Regions from separate parts of the Zea mays genome. Here region 2 is linked to region 1. Evidence: chromatin contacts called from public Hi-C data. All regions are on one chromosome and are shown on one strand. Each heading gives the region's core, a stretch centred on a gene start, on an enhancer-like site or on the middle of the called end of the contact. The rest is flanking DNA. Distances are from core to core; before and after follow the strand shown.

Evidence for each region. Hi-C and Micro-C count contacts between places; a contact is called where the count stands out from the background.
Region 2: a Hi-C map of leaf shows a contact between it and region 1, with 3 times the contacts expected there. The contact joins the promoter of LOC100381666 here to the promoter of LOC103635349 in region 1. A contact is called at or near these places in 7 of 25 Hi-C or Micro-C datasets (bundle sheath, ear, leaf and 3 more).

The regions. Positions count from the first base shown.
Region 1 is chr8:73,511,301-73,515,022 of Zm-B73-REFERENCE-NAM-5.0, reverse strand. It overlaps LOC103635349 (protein SUPPRESSOR OF PHYA-105 1), which reads left to right and starts at 1,566. Exons shown (of 7, transcript XM_008657827.3): 1 at 1,566-3,620. The coding sequence starts at 1,977.
Region 2 is chr8:73,966,996-73,970,717 of Zm-B73-REFERENCE-NAM-5.0, reverse strand. LOC100381666 reads left to right here and starts at 1,887. Exons shown (of 3, transcript NM_001174481.1): 1 at 1,887-2,615; 2 at 3,452-3,557; 3 at 3,651-3,722. The coding sequence starts at 1,914.

The DNA of each region.
Region 1 (3,722 bases), core at 317-2,816:
AATTAGAATATTTAATTTATTTAAATATAAAGGAAGCATGTCACTTGTTTCTCTAATATTACAACAGTGTTTGGTTAGAAATAATTGGAAAGAAGTTATCCACGTATCCGAACCATAATTAGGCTATTTTTCTTTTAGTGCTCTCAAAACTTTTCCTCTCGCCTTTCTCTCTTTCTCATTTTAGTGATATCTTGTTGTGTTTTAATTCTAGTCTACCACAACTTATTTGGACTAAAAGGCTATGATGATATTCACGTTTATCGTTCAACATATGATATACTTTAAGTATGATTTTGAAATTTCCATTTTAGTACTATTATTAATTTTGTTAGTGATATCGTCTAGCCTACTATATATTTTAAATATAGCTTTCAATTTTTAATTTTCGTATCAAACTTAATTTTAAAAAGTTAAACAGATTATATATTGCCTTTCCACGAGTGGGTGGTGGCTGGTTGCCCCGGCACCACAGACACAGAACCCGCACCGAGCTACAGGATTCCTGGCCGAAACATATGATATACTTTAAGTATGATTTTGAAATTTCCATTTTAGTACTATTATTAATTTTGTTAGTGATATCGTCTAGCCTACTATATATTTTAAATATAGCTTTCAATTTTTAATTTTCGTATCAAACTTAATTTTAAAAAGTTAAACGGATTATATATTGCCTTTCCACGAGTGGGTGGTGGCTGGTTGCCCCGGCACCACAGACACAGAACCCGCACCGAGCTACAGGATTCCTGGCCGAAACAAGCGGCCAGGGTTGCAACAGGCTGCCACGCGCGAAAGAAAGCAAAAAGCAGAGCTCGTTTCCCCACCCATGAGCGACTGCCGAGCCGACTACTCGACTTCCTCCTCGCCCTTCCTTCCACCGCTTCCCTCCCTTCCCTTCCATCCAGCACGCCACGCTCGCCCGCAAGTCGCAACTCGCAAGGGGTAGCGCAGAGGCGGGTCGGACGGAGAGAGAGAGAGAGAGAGAGAGAGAGAGAGAGAGAGAGAGAGAGAGAGAGAGAGAGAGAGAGAGAGAGAGAGAGAGAGAGAGAGAGAGAGAGAGAGAGAGAGAGAGAGAGAGAGAGAGAGAGAGAGAGAGAGAGAGAGAGAGAGAGAGAGAGAGAGAGAGAGAGAGAGAGAGAGAGAGAGAGAGAGAGAGAGAGAGAGAGAGAGAGAGAGAGAGAGAGAGAGAGAGAGAGAGAGAGAGAGAGAGAGAGAGAGAGAGAGAGAGAGAGAGAGAGAGAGAGAGAGAGAGAGAGAGAGAGAGAGAGAGAGAGAGAGAGAGAGAGAGAGAGAGAGAGAGAGAGAGAGAGAGAGAGAGAGAGAGAGAGAGAGAGAGAGAGAGAGAGAGAGAGAGAGAGAGAGAGAGAGAGAGAGAGAGAGAGAGAGAGAGAGAGAGAGAGAGAGAGAGAGAGAGAGAGAGAGAGAGAGAGAGAGAGAGAGAGAGAGAGAGAGAGAGAGAGAGAGAGAGAGAGAGAGAGAGAGAGAGAGAGAGAGAGAGAGAGAGAGAGAGAGAGAGAGAGAGAGAGAGAGAGAGAGAGAGAGAGAGAGAGAGAGAGAGAGAGAGAGAGAGAGAGAGAGAGAGAGAGAGAGAGAGAGAGAGAGAGAGAGAGAGAGAGAGAGAGAGCCTAGTCGACTTTCCGTTTCGGGAAATTCCCGTGCCGCTGCTCGCCGCGGCGAGTGTCGCCCTTTGGATCGGGCGAATCATCCTGACCCGCGCCCCGGAACCGCAGCCAATCGGTCGCGGGAGGGGGGGCTCGTGGCGGCGCTGCGCGCGAGGATGCGCCGCGCGGGCGGCTCGCTTCTGCTGGCCTGCTGCGCCCGCGCGCGCGCGCCCGCCGCGAGGTACGAGCGCATGACTCCCCGCCGCTGAACTGAATCGGTCCTGGGCTGGTTTTCGGCTTTTGCGCGACTGGGCCCGTGCGCCGTGACCTTATTGCGCGGGCGCCGCGCGGTTTGCGCAGGGTAGGTTTGGTGCGATGGAAGGGGCGGCGGCGGCGGAGGTGGGCGGCGGCGGCGAGGATGTGCAGATCAAGGGCGCCAAGGAGAGTGGGCAGCCCGCGGCGGCGGCGCAGCAGCCGCCGCCGCTGCCGTCCGGCAGCGAGGCGCTGGAGATGCCGGCCACGCCGCTTCCGCGGGACATGGACTGGTCCGAGCACTTCTCCTTCTTCACCTCGCCGGGCGGGTTCGCGGGCAGCTCGGACGGCGCGAGGGGCCTCGCCAGCGTCGGCCTGTCCAACTCCGAGTCCAGGCCGGACAGCGTGACGCAGCGCGGCGTGGACCACGGCGCGGAAGAGAGGGTGGAGGAGCTCACATTGAAGAACTGCATTAGCGCTGATGCTGCCCAGCCCGAAGCCTCTGCTGGTGGGAGCACGAGCGGTGGGGATAGGCCTGCTGTTATTAAGGGCCTGTGGGGTAACTTCACACGGATGGCCCGGAGAACCAGCTATTTGGCCAGCAGGGAAAACGCCGCACTGAGCTATGGCGACATTGCAAGCTCGAGGGCTGGTGATGCTTCTAGCAGGGAAAATCTGGCGACGAGCCTTGCCAACAATATCATCTCAAGGAACAACGATGTGTCTGGCAATGAGGCACCTACGAGTCGTGTCGGATATGTGAATAATGAGTTCAAGACGCCATTTCACAGCCAGCAGATTCTCTTGTCCCCTTGGTCTAATCAGGACAACGCTCTTAAAGTAAGCAGCTTCTCGAATAGGATTCTTGATCAGATGAGAAGTAAGACTGTGGCACCCCCATCTGGGGTTCTAGGGTCACCGCTTAAAAGCAAATCAAAAGGTAAAGGGGTTGCATACCAACGTGCACGGGAGGAGATCCGAGTGCAAGCTAATGCAAGACCCAGAGACCCTCTGGACAAGATCCCGACAATTCCTACCTCAATTCATGATTCTGTGGCCAGAGTGGACATGCTTTTCAGTACTAGTGGAGATGTTTCAAAATCCCACTCTGAGGGAACTAGCCTGAGGGAACTGATTAAGCCTGGGCGGCAAACGATGTCCAAGTTTGAGAAATTGCATTTGTTTAAGCAGATCCTTGATCTTGTGGATAACTGTCATGCACAGGGTTTTACTTTACAACATTTGCGACCATCATATTTTACGATCCTATCTTCAAATCAAGTTAAATATATCGGTTCTTATACCACACAAGATTTGCCAACATCAATCAAACAAGAGTTTGCTAGAGAAGATCTTGTGAGTAGAAAAAGAGCTTTTGGCCATAGAATTGATTACCAAGACTCTAATGGCCATGGAAATTTGATGCTGAAGCATCAAAAGGTTGGTGAGCAAGGCTTAGTTGCTGTCAGGCGGCTGGCAAATACATTTTTGACTGACAAAATACGCGACAATCAAATTGAAGATAACGATCCAGGTATTTCAAGGCAAGAAAATTTTAGTTACACTACCAGAGAACATTTTAAGTTCGTCGAATCATATGGCAGCAATATGTCCAGTGCTCAGCATGTATCTAGTTCTGGAACCCAACAACCAGCATTTGAATTGAGGAATATTGAGGAAAGCTGGTACAAAAGCCCAGAGGAGCTCAGTCAATTTAAAGGCACACCCCCATCAAACATCTATAGCCTTGGGGTTCTTCTATTTGAGGTATATCCAGTACTTAAGTGCCATTTTTTTGCAGCAGTATCCATAATTGGATTTTGTAGAAGTGATGTGACATTGTGCAATTGCAATTTGTAGTTTTGCGGG
Region 2 (3,722 bases), core at 638-3,137, 460 kb before region 1:
ACGGACGCCGAGCGAAACGAGGCCTCCCCTGCCACTGCGTGCGTGCATGTCGTGCGAGGCAGGGTGCATTTGCGGTTTTTTCGTGTGCAAGCGTGACAAGCTGACGAGTGACAGACGACGACGGACGCTGGAACCTGGCCCGCTCACGTCTGGAGTACTCTCCTATCCCATCGACGCCCCCACCCGTGTCCGTGTCACCAGCTGACCTACAAGGCTGAAAGCGACCGGAGCCAGGCAGCGATGGCCGTGCCGACTGGGTGACACGGGACAAACACTAGTATACTCATAGCGACGGACGGAGTATAACATATGCATGCATCCAGCGACAGGATGAAAGGAATGCTCCCACCCCCGCATGTGGCCCCCCATGCCGGCGCACGCACGCAACAGAACATGATGGCGCGCGCGGCGGCACAAGGATTTTCAAACACCCCGAAACGGCGGCAGCGACCATGCGCATGCGGCGCCCGCCCTCGCCCTCCCTCCTGCCTCGCGGGTCGTCCGCTACAGCCTGCCTGCACCTGCACAGCGAGCTCGCTGAAAGTACAGTACATGGTCATGGTACCAGCAGCCGCGCCGTGGCAGCGTCCGGGCGCCTCGATGCCCGCGCGAGCGACCGAGCGCCTGCCGCCTGCGCTGGACCGGACGCGTGGTGACGGGTGAGCAGGGAGCGCTTGGGAAGACATGCAGCAGGCATGGCGACCGAGGACAGGACGCGAGAGCGTGGACGGGCCGTCCGCCTGCGCCACCCGCCCACCCCTACGGCGCTCCGCAACCGGTGGTGCCGCTGCCGCGCGGCGGCGTAGGCCCTCCACGTCGCGGCGCGCTCATAGCGTAGGTCGCGCGTGCAGTGCGTGCCGTGTCCGTCCGGGAGCGGCGCCGCCGCCGGGGCCCGCGTCCGCGTCCTCGTCCGCCTCTGCCACTCAAACGGCGTAAGTAGTACATGACTACAGGAGTCGTCGGACGCGGCGGGGTCAGTGTCAGTCACGCGTGGAGCGTGGCGCGCTGGCGACGGGACTGCGCCACGCGTCCCTCCCCGGCCCACCTTGCAACGCAAGCCTTTGTTTAAACTTCACAATGTGTCAGTATGTCACTGCTGTCTGTCTGCTGCTGTCCTACTACTGCATTCGGTGATTCGGTCGACGAAACGCCGGAAAACGCTACAGGTTTGGCTTTGGCTTCGGCTTCTTAAAAATAATGATAAATCCAGAGCTTTTATTTATCCACAGAAAACGGCTTCGGCGTCACTATCTCTGTCTTGATTTTTAGTTTTGATAGAGCTTTTGATTGAACTGGTGGGAAAAAAAAACCGGAACCAAAACGTTACGTGCTGTTCTTCGTTGGTTCTGTTCCGTGGGTCAACAAGGACGTAACTAGCAGTAGAAGAATCCGCTTTCTTGCACGGAAAAAAAAAGGCAGTGGCCCTCGCGTCCTAACATTTGTCCCTGGGACACAGTCGCATCGCGCGGCGTGCCCCACGTCCTCCTTTCCTCGGCCCTCCTCCACGTAGCCCCCCGGGCGGGGCCCAACGCGCGACCCGGTGGTCCAGCCGCTCCGATCCTCCCCGTGCACGCGCCCCACCCAACGCCAGAGTCACTGCGCGCAGGGGCCCGCTCGCGCGAGCCACGCGCGCGGCGCGCCGCGGTCCATGCGCCGGGCGCACAGGATATTTTCGCCGCGGGAGCCCAGGCGGGCGCATCGGGCGCGCCCACGCCACGCGCCCCCGGCGATCTCGCCCGTCCACGTCCCCGCGGCGCTGGCGCGCGCCCAGCCGCTCGCGCGGGATCCGACGGCCTCCGCCGCGTCTCCCCGTCCTCCTCGGCCTGCGGTCGTTTTTAAACCCCGGCTCGACCCCACGCGTCGCCGGCCTCGTTTCTTCGCCGTCGCTTTGCGAGTGTGGACGGGACGGATACATGAGGGAGAACGGCGCCGCCAGGGACGAGGGCCCCGCCTTGTGCAAGGCCGCTGCGGCGGACGGGGGCGGGGATGTGGGCGCCGCCTCCGCCCGCCGCCGCCGCCGGCTCGGGCGTGCCACGGAGGGGCCTGCTCCGACGAAGAGAATCCGGTCGGGGTCGCAGAGGTCGCCGTACGACTCGTCTCTGGAGACGGCGACGGACGGCTGCTGCTGGCCGGCGCGCCTATCGCATGGCGCCGTGTCGGTGATCGGGCGGCGGAGGGAGATGGAGGACGCGTTCGCCGTCGCGCTCTCGTTCCTGGCCTCGGAGGCGGTGGGCGGCGAGCAGGAGCAGGAGCTGGACTTCTTCGCCGTGTACGATGGCCACGGCGGTGCAAGGGTGGCGGAGGCGTGCCGGGAGCGGATGCACGTGGTGCTGGCCGAGGAGGTCGGCCTGCGCCGCCGCCGCAGCGGCAGCGACGACCTGCGCTGGGAGGAGGCCATGGCGGCCAGCTTCGCCCGAGTGGACGGCGAGGTGACCGGCGGCTTGTCGTCCCCGCACCATGACGACGCCGGCAGCAGCTTGCCCTACCGCACCGTCGGGTCCACCGCCGTCGTCGCCGTCGTGGGCCGGCGCCGCATCGTCGTCGGCAACTGTGGCGACTCCCGCGCCGTGCTCTCACGCGGCGGCGTCGCGGTGCCTCTCTCCAGCGATCACAAGGTACGTACGTCGCACGGGAGGCGACTACGAATGCATAATAATAAATTAAAACACGGCTGCTGTCGTCTGGGTTATTGTTTAATCTGCAAGAGTGATCTGCGCCCGAGCAAGAAGCGTCATTCACCCATCAGATCTAATTTTCTAACCCCGCACGACACAGTACAGGATTTTAGCAGTCTCCCGAATGTTCCGTCAAGGCTCAACCACCACGACGACTTCCATCGTCGCGTATCGGTCAGTGTCACACTGTTTCAGTGCCCGTTGGCGAATTTCGCTGCCGGCCCGGCCCGGCCCGAGTTGGTCGCAGTTGTTGGGTGGTACCGTTCCATGCTCATGAGATGGGACGACACGTAGGTGATCTCCCTGGCCCTGGGGGAAGAAAAGCTGAAGCTGGCTGGTGAGTAGTGTGGTGCCGCAGCACTGCTGGTCCTCGACGCTAGTAGTAGGTTCCGTCGCCTTGCCCCATGGGTCGGGTCTCTCCTCTCCATCCCAGTGGACTGGTCGGTGTTGTTTCTGGCATAGTGTGCTCGGTTTGAGGAGCAGCGTGCGCCAACTATTCCGGCAGCTATAAATTGTAGGCGATGGGATTACTGCTACGAATGCTACCTTTCTAGCTGTGACCGATTAGGCCAGGTATATGTTCCCTTCTTTTTAGTTGCGACCTACATACCTGCTGGTTTAGGCTGTTCCGAAGGAGATGTTCTGTTTAATTAGCGCAAGAACACTCTAGTACGCAAGCTCTGGCTCTGCTGAGCGCCAGCATTCCTACCTCACTCTATATTTCAAAACCTCACTCTACAAAGCTGGCCTAACTAATGGTCGTTCTGATTGTGCAGCCGGACCGTCCGGACGAGATGCAGAGGGTGGAAGCAGCCGGCGGCAGAGTCGTCAACTGGAACGGCTACCGCGTGCTGGGAGTCCTGGCAACCTCCAGGTCCATCGGTAAGAAGAAGAGAAGACCCATCATCTCCTTCCATGATCCATCCCGTTTTCATATATGCCATACCGTACTCAGCGTCGCTGCCATTGCTCCAGGCGACTACTACCTGAAGCCGTACGTGAGCGCGGAGCCGGAGGTGACGGTGGTGGAGCGGACGGAGCGGGACG